Regions from separate parts of the Gossypium hirsutum genome. Here all the other regions are linked to region 3. The links are chromatin contacts, called in public Hi-C maps. All regions are on one chromosome and are shown on one strand. Each heading gives the region's core, a stretch centred on a gene start, on an enhancer-like site or on the middle of the called end of the contact. The rest is flanking DNA. Distances are from core to core; before and after follow the strand shown. Region 1 holds the start of LOC107887232 (protein transport protein SEC23). Region 2 holds the start of LOC107887274. Region 3 holds the start of LOC107893710 (protein NO VEIN).

Evidence for each region. A called contact is a pair of places that touch in the nucleus more often than the background predicts.
Region 1: a Hi-C map of leaf shows a contact between it and region 3, with 1.8 times the contacts expected there. The contact joins the promoter of LOC107887232 here to the promoter of LOC107893710 in region 3. A contact is called at or near these places in 5 of 34 Hi-C or Micro-C datasets (callus and leaf).
Region 2: a Hi-C map of leaf shows a contact between it and region 3, with 1.8 times the contacts expected there. The contact joins the promoter of LOC107887274 here to the promoter of LOC107893710 in region 3. A contact is called at or near these places in 5 of 34 Hi-C or Micro-C datasets (callus, hypocotyl and leaf).

The regions. Positions count from the first base shown.
Region 1 is chrA03:50,673,927-50,677,478 of Gossypium_hirsutum_v2.1, reverse strand. LOC107887232 (protein transport protein SEC23) reads right to left here and starts at 1,892. Exons shown (of 12, transcript XM_016811411.2): 1 at 841-1,892; 2 at 583-756. The coding sequence starts at 1,584.
Region 2 is chrA03:51,294,593-51,298,076 of Gossypium_hirsutum_v2.1, reverse strand. LOC107887274 reads right to left here and starts at 1,756. Exons shown (of 10, transcript XM_041095961.1): 1 at 1,559-1,756; 2 at 259-392; 3 at 1-145. The coding sequence starts at 1,679. LOC107887275 (a long non-coding RNA gene) reads left to right here and starts at 1,625. Exons shown (of 4, transcript XR_001681101.2): 1 at 1,625-1,824; 2 at 2,007-2,268; 3 at 2,386-2,627; 4 at 2,823-3,484.
Region 3 is chrA03:51,005,983-51,009,623 of Gossypium_hirsutum_v2.1, reverse strand. LOC107893710 (protein NO VEIN) reads left to right here and starts at 2,166. Exons shown (of 13, transcript XM_016818770.2): 1 at 2,166-2,741; 2 at 3,504-3,641. The coding sequence starts at 2,208. LOC107893711 reads left to right here. Exons shown (of 6, transcript XM_016818772.2): 4 at 105-260; 5 at 586-618; 6 at 1,176-1,431. The coding sequence ends at 1,200.

The DNA.
Region 1 (3,552 bases), core at 643-3,142, 330 kb after region 3:
AGAAAAAGTAAATATTCGGGGGACAAGATCTACTTAACTATAAAGCTAACATAAAAGTTCATCAAAGGGTCGGAGACAGAAAGAAGGTAGTTAACAGGAATAACATTAATGAAATAGAATCTCTGTTTTAAAACAATTGCACAAAGTAAATGCACACACACTCAATGTTAACAAAAACATGACCTCTAAAAAAAGTAATTACAGAGCCAGTTTGCTTGTTTATATTGCCTGCAACTTTTAACAAATATCATCCCCAAAGAAACATGACACAGAAACTTCACATCATTTTTAGGGAAATAATAGTTTTAACCATAGAGAGAAGAAAAATGCACCTATATATTAGTGTGTGGGAGTGAACAGAAACATTCAAAATTGGGGGAAAAATAAAGTTCATGCTAATTACGACAAATCATACCCATCTCAACCATGACATATTGTTGGTGTAACATCCCAAAAATTAAATACCATTCATAAGAAAACGAATGGCAAATGCCTCACCACCGGCAACATAAATACTTCCTTTCATTAAGTTGTGGAATGCGTGAAAGTTCAGAAGCTAAACAGAAAATTTAATGGCATTACCGTGCCTGGCCCTTCAGTACATGGCCCACCAACCAAAGCAATAATCCTAGCACCAGTACCAGGCAAGCAGGCCCCAAGAAATCCTGCTGCAACACTTAAGGCCACTCCAGTGCACCTAGACGCCCTGTGTCCCGCTTGTACGGGCCATTGATCCGTTTGCAACTCATCCAAGAGCTACATTGAAATCAACCGACCACTAAATAAAAGAATTCAAACATTGGAAAAACTAATTCCTACAACAAATAAATCAAAACGCACTGAATTGAGCGTGAATTCACAATCAGAAGCGGGCAATAAAAACCGATTAACAACTGTATTCGTAAATCCATTTTGCAGTCCTTTCGGATATCCAGCCGTTGGCCGCCCCCCAGCAGCACGGAGGCCTAATTGCTCCAAAACCTGCTCCTTGGGAATCTCCTTACTCCCCTTGAAAACATAGACCTTCGACATTTCCGTGAACCCCAATTCATGGACAAGTGCTTGAGTCCCGAAAGATACGAAACCGACAAGAGCTTGTTCCGGCAACAATCCAATAGCCTGTTTCAACGCCGATTTAGCAAACACTAGCTCTTCCTCGATCATACAAGTGTCTAACACAAAAACAAAAACCGGCTGCAATTGAGGAGCATTGGAAGGGTTGTTGGGGTAGGGATCCATTTGAAGCGTGTATTGCACGGTGGTATATTGCGGGTAGAGTTCGCAAGGCAGGTTCGTTTCGGAGATCATGGCATAATGCGGCGGAAATTGGTTGCGCTGGTAACAAAACGGACAGATCCAGATCTTGGCGAGGAAATCAACGCGCGAATAGGCGTTGAGGACAGCGGAACATGTCCGGCAGCGGAGAGGAGCGTAAGGGAGAGTAGGAATGTCCGAGTGAGGGCGGATCGGAGCGATGGAAGCGGCCAAGGGAATGACGCACTTGCTGGCTTCAAGCTTGGTGCGAGGCCAGACGTTCCATGTCATCCGTACGCCGTCAACCCCTTCGGGATCGGAGTTCGCCATTATCCGATAAGTTTGAAAACAACTTGGAACCAGATAAATTCAGAAAGGTTACTTGTTCTAGGGTTTTTCAGATTCTTACATAATAGTAACCGAGTGAGTGAATGAGAATTTAGGGTCTATTTCCTTTTTGCTTGTTTTACAGATTTTATGTCGACCCCATGAGAAACTGAAGTGAAAGGGGTCACCGGAAGATCAAATATTGGATTATAGAATCAAACAATAATGAAATACATCTACACTTATCCATACTAATATAACAATTCAAATAAAAAGCAAACCTAATTTTTAAAAATCTACACTTATCTACTAATTCAAATAAAATAACCGATGAGGGATTTTTTATAAAAAATAACCAAAAATCAACTATTTTTTTAATTAAACACAAAAAATAATCTAAAATTTATAGTCTATAGTAAAAGTTGGTAGAGCTAAAGAGTTTCTACCAACGTGCCACGGCAGTAACTAGAAAAAAATTAATTTTTTAGTAGAACTATATAGAATGACGCCACTTGTATAAATATTAGAAAAATACTATAATTTTTTAAATATGAGAGACTTTAAAAAAATTTTATTTTTTATTAGAGTCATTTCATTTGGCGCCACTAGATTGACCGACACCCTTTTACTTTTTTTTTTGTCCATTCTTTCTATTTTTTTTACTTTTTTTAAGTTTTATCTTTATTCTTATTTATTTTATTTACTTTTTATTATTAATTTTAAAAAATTTAAAATGTATATTTGAAATGTTTTATAATATATATTTTTTAAAATTTTAAATATTATTTTTTAAATATTAAATATATTTTTTAATAATATAAAACATTTAAATATTTTAAAGATATGACCTTTCAAATTTATTATTAATTTTATAATATTTTAAATGTATATTTTAAATATTAAATATTTTTTAAATTTATTTTATGATATTTTAAATTATGATTTTTAAATTATTTAAAATATATTATTTTTAAAGATATGAACTTTCAAATTTATTATTTGTTTTATAATTTTTTAAATATATTTTTTAAATATTTTTTAAATTTTAAATATAATTTTTATAAATTATTAATTTTAAAATTAATTTTAAAGATATTCAAACGTTTTTTAAAATTAAATTTAAAATTTTAAAAATTAATATTTTATTTGGTGGAGCCATTTAAAATGCCTCCATTACTTTAAAGTGTACTTTTTTATATTCTTTTAATATAAAAATTTAATATTTTATTTTGGTTCTCTACCATATATAAAATAGTGAAATTGTTGTGTTTACTAAGAGAGTTAAAAAAATCTATTCAAGATGAATAATGAGGTGTTTTTGGTGTATGTTCTTTTTTTATGGTGAAATTATAGAAGATGATATTGGTTGTGTATTTCAAGGTCGGCAAAGAGTAGGTTTGCGATTCAAAAAAAATGTGAAGCTAGCAGAAATGAAAAAAAAGATCAGTGCGAAAATAGCTATCCGTTGTGGAAAGGAGATGTCCAAATTATTTTACAAGTTTCCAGTCTCTACAAATCCGTTCAAATTTTGTGAGATGCAGCTGTTAGATGATGATGACTTGGGCACTATGATGGAAATATGGTGGTCGATTGGGAGTGAAAACTCTCAACCAGTTGAATTATTTACCGAGTTAGCAGACTTAAAGCCTGTTGAAAATGTTAGTCCAATAAGTCAACATTGCGAATTTGACTTTGATCTTAATGTTGGATGACAGACCAATTAGAATGTGAAGGGACATCGCAGATACCCAAAAATCCTAATTATGGTGGGAGTTCGTATAACAACCCTACTCCCGGTCCCTGTCTACAAATACATCCGGAGGTGATAATAAGCATAGAGGCAAATGTTAGAGAAATGACCAATAATGGTGAAGATTCTGATCAAGACGTTGAAGATTTTAGTGACTCCGATGTTGATGAGGTTCCAGACGATATCGATGATGAAGGCCCAGAGCAGGTTGAAGATGTTCA
Region 2 (3,484 bases), core at 507-3,006, 290 kb before region 3:
AAGGCATATTCTCATAGTTCTTATACTGCTCAAGCCTTGTCAACCTATATTTTTCTCTAGTTATGTTCAGTCTTTCCCACGGAATCCCCTGAATGTCTTTCCCCTTCCGCGCTTGCGCAGAAGTCGTATCGGTCACCTTGGTCAGCTGCTCAAATTATAGCATGAAAGTGATGAATTTCATCATTTAGTATAAAATTAACTAAAATTAACAACAAATATATATAGAATATATAAATATCACCAAAACGAAAAACAAACCATGTCATATTCATCAGCATCCACATCTCCACCAGCTCGACCGTAGTTGTCTTCATCCATGTCATGTACAAAATCTTCATCCATGTAATAGAAATCCTCCCCTTGCGGGTAGGACATGATATATTTGCATTCAACTGCAAAAAGGTTCAATTAAAAATTTCTTTCTACAAATAAAATTAACAAATATTAAAATAAAAACGCTTAGGGAAACCTAAAGAGAGTTGAATCAAAAGGGTTCCTAAAATTCATAGAAAAAAAAACTTACTTTCAGACAAACTAGCGAATAGCAAATTTACTATTTTTCTTTTCATTTTCTTAAAACATATCTTAAAAAAAATTGAATTTCTAAAAGAGAACGGAATTTTTAAGAGCAGAAGGGTGTTCCAGGGAGCTTATTTTAAAACAAATGGCTTTCAAAAATTATTTTTAAAAAAAAAAAACCTAAAACATGATAAAATCATATCCAACATAAAAGATGAACAAGAACAAAAAAAAAACCCCAAAAATCCTTAAACCTAACAAAGGAAAAAATAAAACTATTTTTCTACCACCAAAAAGAATTGCGCAGAACTAAACAAAAAGGCGAAAAGGAATAGGACAAAAGAGAACAGATACTGAATTCACTAAAAGAAAAATTAAATTTAAAAAAGGAAAAAGGAAACGAGAGATTGTTATTCTTACAGGAAGTTTAGTATGATGGTTCTGAAACTGAGGCCTCGGATTTAATCATTTAGGTAGTAAAATATTATAAATAAAGAATAATGAAAAGAGTTCCGGGGTTACGTTATAGTGGACGAAAACCGTCATTGCAGCATGCTTTCTTGGGCCGGGTTACCCCTCTCCGATTCAATCAGCTCCGGTTTAAATTTTTTAATTTATTTTTCCTTACAGTTACATTTAAACAAAAAATATAATTACGAATCAATAGGTGATTAAAAGAAAGTGTGGTCAAGTTTAAATCCTGATGATGAGAAATTCACTTAAATATTATTCTCAATCAAAAAGGAAAAACACATCTATAATTATATCAAAATATATAACATTATTTGTCCTCTTTAAAAAATAAAATAAATAAATATGATTTATTTTCTTTTCTTTGGATAAAATAGGGTTGGGCTTTATTAATTTAAAACTAAAATTTACATGAAAACCAAAATTAAAAAGAGCAAAGGCACAAAGAGGCTCAAAGAAAGAAAAGTTATCTGATCCTAAAAGGAAGAAAAAGTATTGAAAAAGAAAGATAATAAAGAAGCTACTGAAAAAGTAAACAAACTATAAAGAAAATTAAAGAAAAACGTGCCTACTCCTTTAGGGAAAGAGATTGCCCGTCCCACTCTTATCATCTTTCTAAGCGGCACCGACGGTTCCATTTCTCCCAAAAAAAGCCTGCCAAACTTATCTCCCTGCATTAAGACAATCATTCAGTCGAAGCATCCCTGTCTAGATCTGATGCTTCGGTAACCCAAGAAACCGGAAAAACCAAGAGTCCTTCATTCGTCAGTCAGGCTCGCGGAGCCAATCATTGGAAAAAGTTGTTGCAGCGGAGTCTGGGACAGATCCGATCAGGTAAAAGCCTTTTCCCTTCCTTACACATTCAGTGCCTAGAGCGTCTGCTAAAGCATTTCCAGATCTTTTAACATGCATAAATATGATGCTTTGAAATCGGGCGAGAGTGCCTTCGATATTACGAAGGTGCGAGCTAACTTTTGATTTGTCAGTATGACTTGAGTTACATTTCGTAATAACAGACAAGGGGTCTCCTTCGATGATTACTTTTGTTAATCTGAGAACTAACCCCATTTTAAGCGCCTCAAGGCATGCAAGGGCTTCCCCGGTGAAAGCCGGTCCCACATTGTCGTGCAAGTTTTAGACACTATTACCACACCTTTTCTATTTCGAGCAACCAGCCCTGTACCTAATCTACATCGTTCCATGACAAAAGCCGTATCAAAGTTTACTTTGATAAAATCGGTAGGAGGAGGATTCCAGCTTACTTTATCACCCTGGACGGTAATTTTCTTCTCTTCTAAACAGTCCAATTCATAGAGATACCTGGAGATAAAATTAGTAATTTCCTTTCCTGATTTAACCACTTTGTCATGAACTCTCCTATTTCTTTCAAACCAGATGGCCCAAAGTGAGCAGCAAACAATCCTTCGTTGAATGTGCCAACAGACATTAAAAACTGCAGTAAGGCAATCCAACCACCCCTAACTAGGTAGGTTTAATAAATCAATGAGGCCTAAGATTTCCCAAACTTTATTTGCAACAAGACAAAAGCAGAAGGCATGACTATTGTTTTTGCTCCTCCCCCACAAATGGGACACAGAGTGTCTCGAACCAGCTTCTTCAAGAGTAAGTTTGACATGGTAAGGATATAATTTTTGGAAATACGCCAGACAGTAATTTTTAGATTGGAAGGCAAATTTAAGTTCTATAGTTTACAATAGAAACTTTTATATGTAGCTTGTTATTCCCTTAAACTGAGAAGCACTATTGATTTCTAACAATTTGTAAGCACAGCGAACGTAGAACTCACCATATGCTTCCTTCCACCAAACCAGGGTATCATCTTGTGGTTCAAGTGCCAGCGGGATCTGAAGGATTCTTGATGCATCATCCTCATCAAAGATGGAAATAATAGTATCCTTTTTCCATTCTCTATTATCATCAATAAGCTCAGAAACAAATTCAAGATTACAATTACTAACTGTACCACATAATTGAAAATTAAAAGAGCATAGTATCCATGCAGCATTAAAAATAGGGATCGCTTCACTCGTACCCACCCTCCAACCAGAACCATCCTAAAGTACCTTTTTTATTGCCTAGATGCTTTTTTCACGCATACGAAGCATTCACTTTAAGACATGAATTCAGAAAATTAGAATGTGGATAATATTTCGCTTTCAAAACCTGCGCCAACAGAGAATTTGGATTAGTCATAAGATGCCACCCTTGTTTTGCAAGAAGGGTAATATTAAATTTCGCAAAACTCCTACAGCCAATGCCATCATTTTCTTTTAATTCACACATAGAACCCAATCCACACCAATGTAAGCCTTGTTTCACATGAGTCTTTTGCCACCAAAATTGAGGCACGATGCTTTCCATCTCTTTACACAAGGATTTTGGCAAAAGAAAATAACCTATAGCATAAGTAGGTATTGCTTGTAACACTGCTTTAATAAACACTTCCTTGCCGCCTTGAGACAAGAAACGAGAA
Region 3 (3,641 bases), core at 917-3,416:
TCATGTACAGGCATTGACTCGTGCTAGGGTCCCCATAGTAAAGCTTATGGATCCAGTGACTAGAATTTCCTGTGACATATGCGTAAACAATCTTTTTGCTGTAGTAAATACAAGGCTTCTACGAGATTATGCAAAGATCGATGTAAGATTACAGCAGTTGGCTTTTATTGTGAAACACTGGGCCACGACCAGAGGAGTGAATGCAAGGCCAAGACCAGAGGAGTGAATGCAACTTACCAAAGAATTCTATCTAGCTACGCGTGAGTTGTTTGCAACTATAATGCTATTCCCATAGCTAGCAACATCATTCCTGAGCAGCATATTTCAATGGTGTTTGTGGTTAGTCTATTTGGTTTGCTTTGAAATGAATAAAAACATAGATAAAAGTATAAGCTGTGATGATGCCAATTTAGGTAGGATTCATGTATCTAGAGATAGGTAGGACACATTTCAGGTATTGCTTAATTTAACTTGCAGCTATAAAGTCACCTGTTCTTGTTAGTTATTTATTTATTTTTATCAATTATTATTTTTAACTAGTATTTTCTTTGTTGGTATGTTTTGATGTGCATTCATTTCTTACAGCAACGTAGACCTGCTATCCTCCCATGCTTGCAGGTGTGTATGCTTTTTGCTTCCCATATCAATTTTTGTTTTTAATTAGTATTTGGATTTTTCCCTACCTTTGCTACAACATTGTTGGTGTGGGCATTCTTTCACTATTGGCATATATTCATGATTATGCAAATTCAGTAATATCTGTACGCACAGGAAGCTTGATCAGGTGAGATGCAAACTATTATCTTTCAGGAATGCTAATAAAGTTTGAGGTGAAAATATAAAATGTTTTCATGGTTTCTGAACTTATAAGTACAAGTTAAAATTCATGTATCTGGTTTCGTTTGAAATACTTTATTTGGGTATTAGTTGCATCTTGTGGTGAATGAATTAAAATATTAACAGATCCCATTTACTGTAGTAAGTTTTGAGCAGGGAGAAACATGAGTGCACTCTTTTAGAATGGCTTGTAATTTGCAAATGGTCAATAGATGCTATATTTGGTTTTGCATAAACCGAGGACTAAATAGTTGTAGGTGGGGATAAAATAAATGAATTCTACGAAACAAAATCATTTTTAATTTGATGACTCCATTTGTGCAATAAGGGAGAAAAAGACTGGACAAGAAGAATTGGCAATGATTGTCATTTAATCTGCATAGAGGATTCGTTTGTGGTATCTCATGACCTTGGTCGAGTGGTGGACAAGTTCAGCATTAAAATTCTAAGAGAAGAGTTTGATCGAGCGATTGATGTAATGTAGTATGATCCAAATCCTTGGATAATACTCTTTGAACCTTACGTCATTGGGTAATAAAACATTGTCCAAGTGTGTTAGAAAATCAATGGTTAAAGCTATTTGATTGGTTTTTATAGTCGGTGTGCTTTGCGTCCCCATAATCTTCAATTTTGTCCTTTTGAGTTCACATCCATTTTAAAGAAGTTTAAGCTTATTATATGTAATCAAGAAAATAAATTTCCAAACATTTTATGGATGGATGTTAAACAAGTTGTAATTAATTGATTGATAATGTATACAATTCCTCTATGATCCAAACATATTCATATCAAATGAATGTGTTATATGGTATTTGTGTCTTCAAGTGAAAAAAAAACAGTCTTATTAAATACATCTAATAAATCATTGCAATATATGTAAAAATAATTTAAAATATAAATTTATTAATATATATATAATAAACTCAATTAAACAATGAAAAGATAATAAATTTTTAAATATATATTTGTTTAATTTAAAACAGTTTTTATGAAATATTTTTAAGAAATCTGTCAAATAACAGAAAATATGTTACACAGATTCATGCAATTACCAAAATGTAAATTATTTTTAGAAGGCAAACAAACGAAGCATTAAATATTTAAAGTTTTTTATTTAAAAAGTGTATAATGTCTAAGAGCATGTTACCTGTCATGTTTTTATTGAATGAATCCTATTTTGATGAAATTAATAGCTTATGTATGATTTTTTTTTAAATAAATACAAGAAAATGGTACTGAGTTTTAATTTAAGTGAAAACGAAAATAAAAGAATTCTAAGATAAAAATCCAAATAAAGCGTCACACTATATAATACGCAAAGCTGGCACTTCTTATCCCTCCCTAAACCTACTTCCTTCTTTCCTTTCAAGATGCGCGGTCGCCATAACGGCCACCGTCCCTTCCGCCCCCCTGGCAGCCATCCTCCATCTCAACCACCATTCGAACCTTCAAATCCAAATTTCGCTCTCCAAGACCCCAACGTTCTCCAATTCCTCCAGGCCCTTATAACTCCAGTCCAACCAAACTTTGCTCTCCAACAAAGCCCGAACAATTTCTTCTTCCAAAACCCTAATGCTTATTCCCTTCCTCAAAACTCTATTATCCCACAACCACAACCACAACCACAACCACAACAGGTCAATAACCCCAGAAGCAGCCAAAGTCAGCTCCACAACCATAGAGGCAGCGCTGCCTCTGGCCAAGTCCCGAAGGAAGTCCAGGAAAGAGCAAACCAGGCTGTGAACCAGGCGTGGCGTGAGCTTATTGCTACCGGAAATAGTGTTACGGCATGGAAAGTTTCGGAGGCAGCCTTGGTAGCCCTGCAGGCTGACTCATGGAGCTCGTTAGGATTGGACATGCAGGGGATTCCGTCTCTTCAAAGGCTTATGGCCATTGAAGGAAGGGTAATTACAATACACAGATTATATATCTTTTATATACATACATGCTTAATACATGCATTTTGCAAATTTAGTGGCTATAAGAATGTTGAAATCCTTTGATGGAATAGGGACATTTGGATGCTTTGTTTATTGTTGCTGGTAATGATTTTTATAAGATTAGGGTTCAAATCATACTTCTCAAAGAGATATAGAAAGAATGTTTGAACCAGAAAGCAAAGAATACTACTGAAGAGTCAAAAGATATGATGCCAATAATCTTTGCAGAATGAAATGCATGATTTTCTTTGTATTAGAATAGTTATGCCAGAAGGGGTATTACATTTTAATATTTTGATCCTTTTTTATTATTTTTAATCAGTTAAAATCTTGCATTTTTACAATTTTCTTTTGTTTAATTACAAGCAAGCAACTGTGGAAACGTAAGTAGCAGACACACTAAACAAAGCCTTAAGGCTTTTTTTTTTTTTTTTTTTTGTCTTCTGAGAGTTGAAGATATTTCATTAGAAAGTTGGAATTACTGACTTAAATAACTAGTGTTTCTTAGTTTTTCCTTTCAAGGGGACAGGGAGGGCATATTTCTCTATCTACATGGAAAGGAGCTTTTCATGTGTAGTAGTCAAATTGAAATTTTCTACTGTCCATTTTTTATCGTGCAAGATGCCAAATGAAGGCTAAATTATATATTATTTGAAACATAATGGTTATTTTTCTTTCTTTTTTTCTTCTTTTTCTAATTTCTTGCTTTCTTCATCTATTTTGTAGGTAAATGCATTTATCCAATGTTTTGCTGGAGTACGAAGAATTACTACATTGTATGAGTTGGAACTGGCAATATGTGAGAATGAGGGTGTTAGGACATCTGATAATCTGGAGCTTGGCCCTTTGCTTCGTCATCCGCTT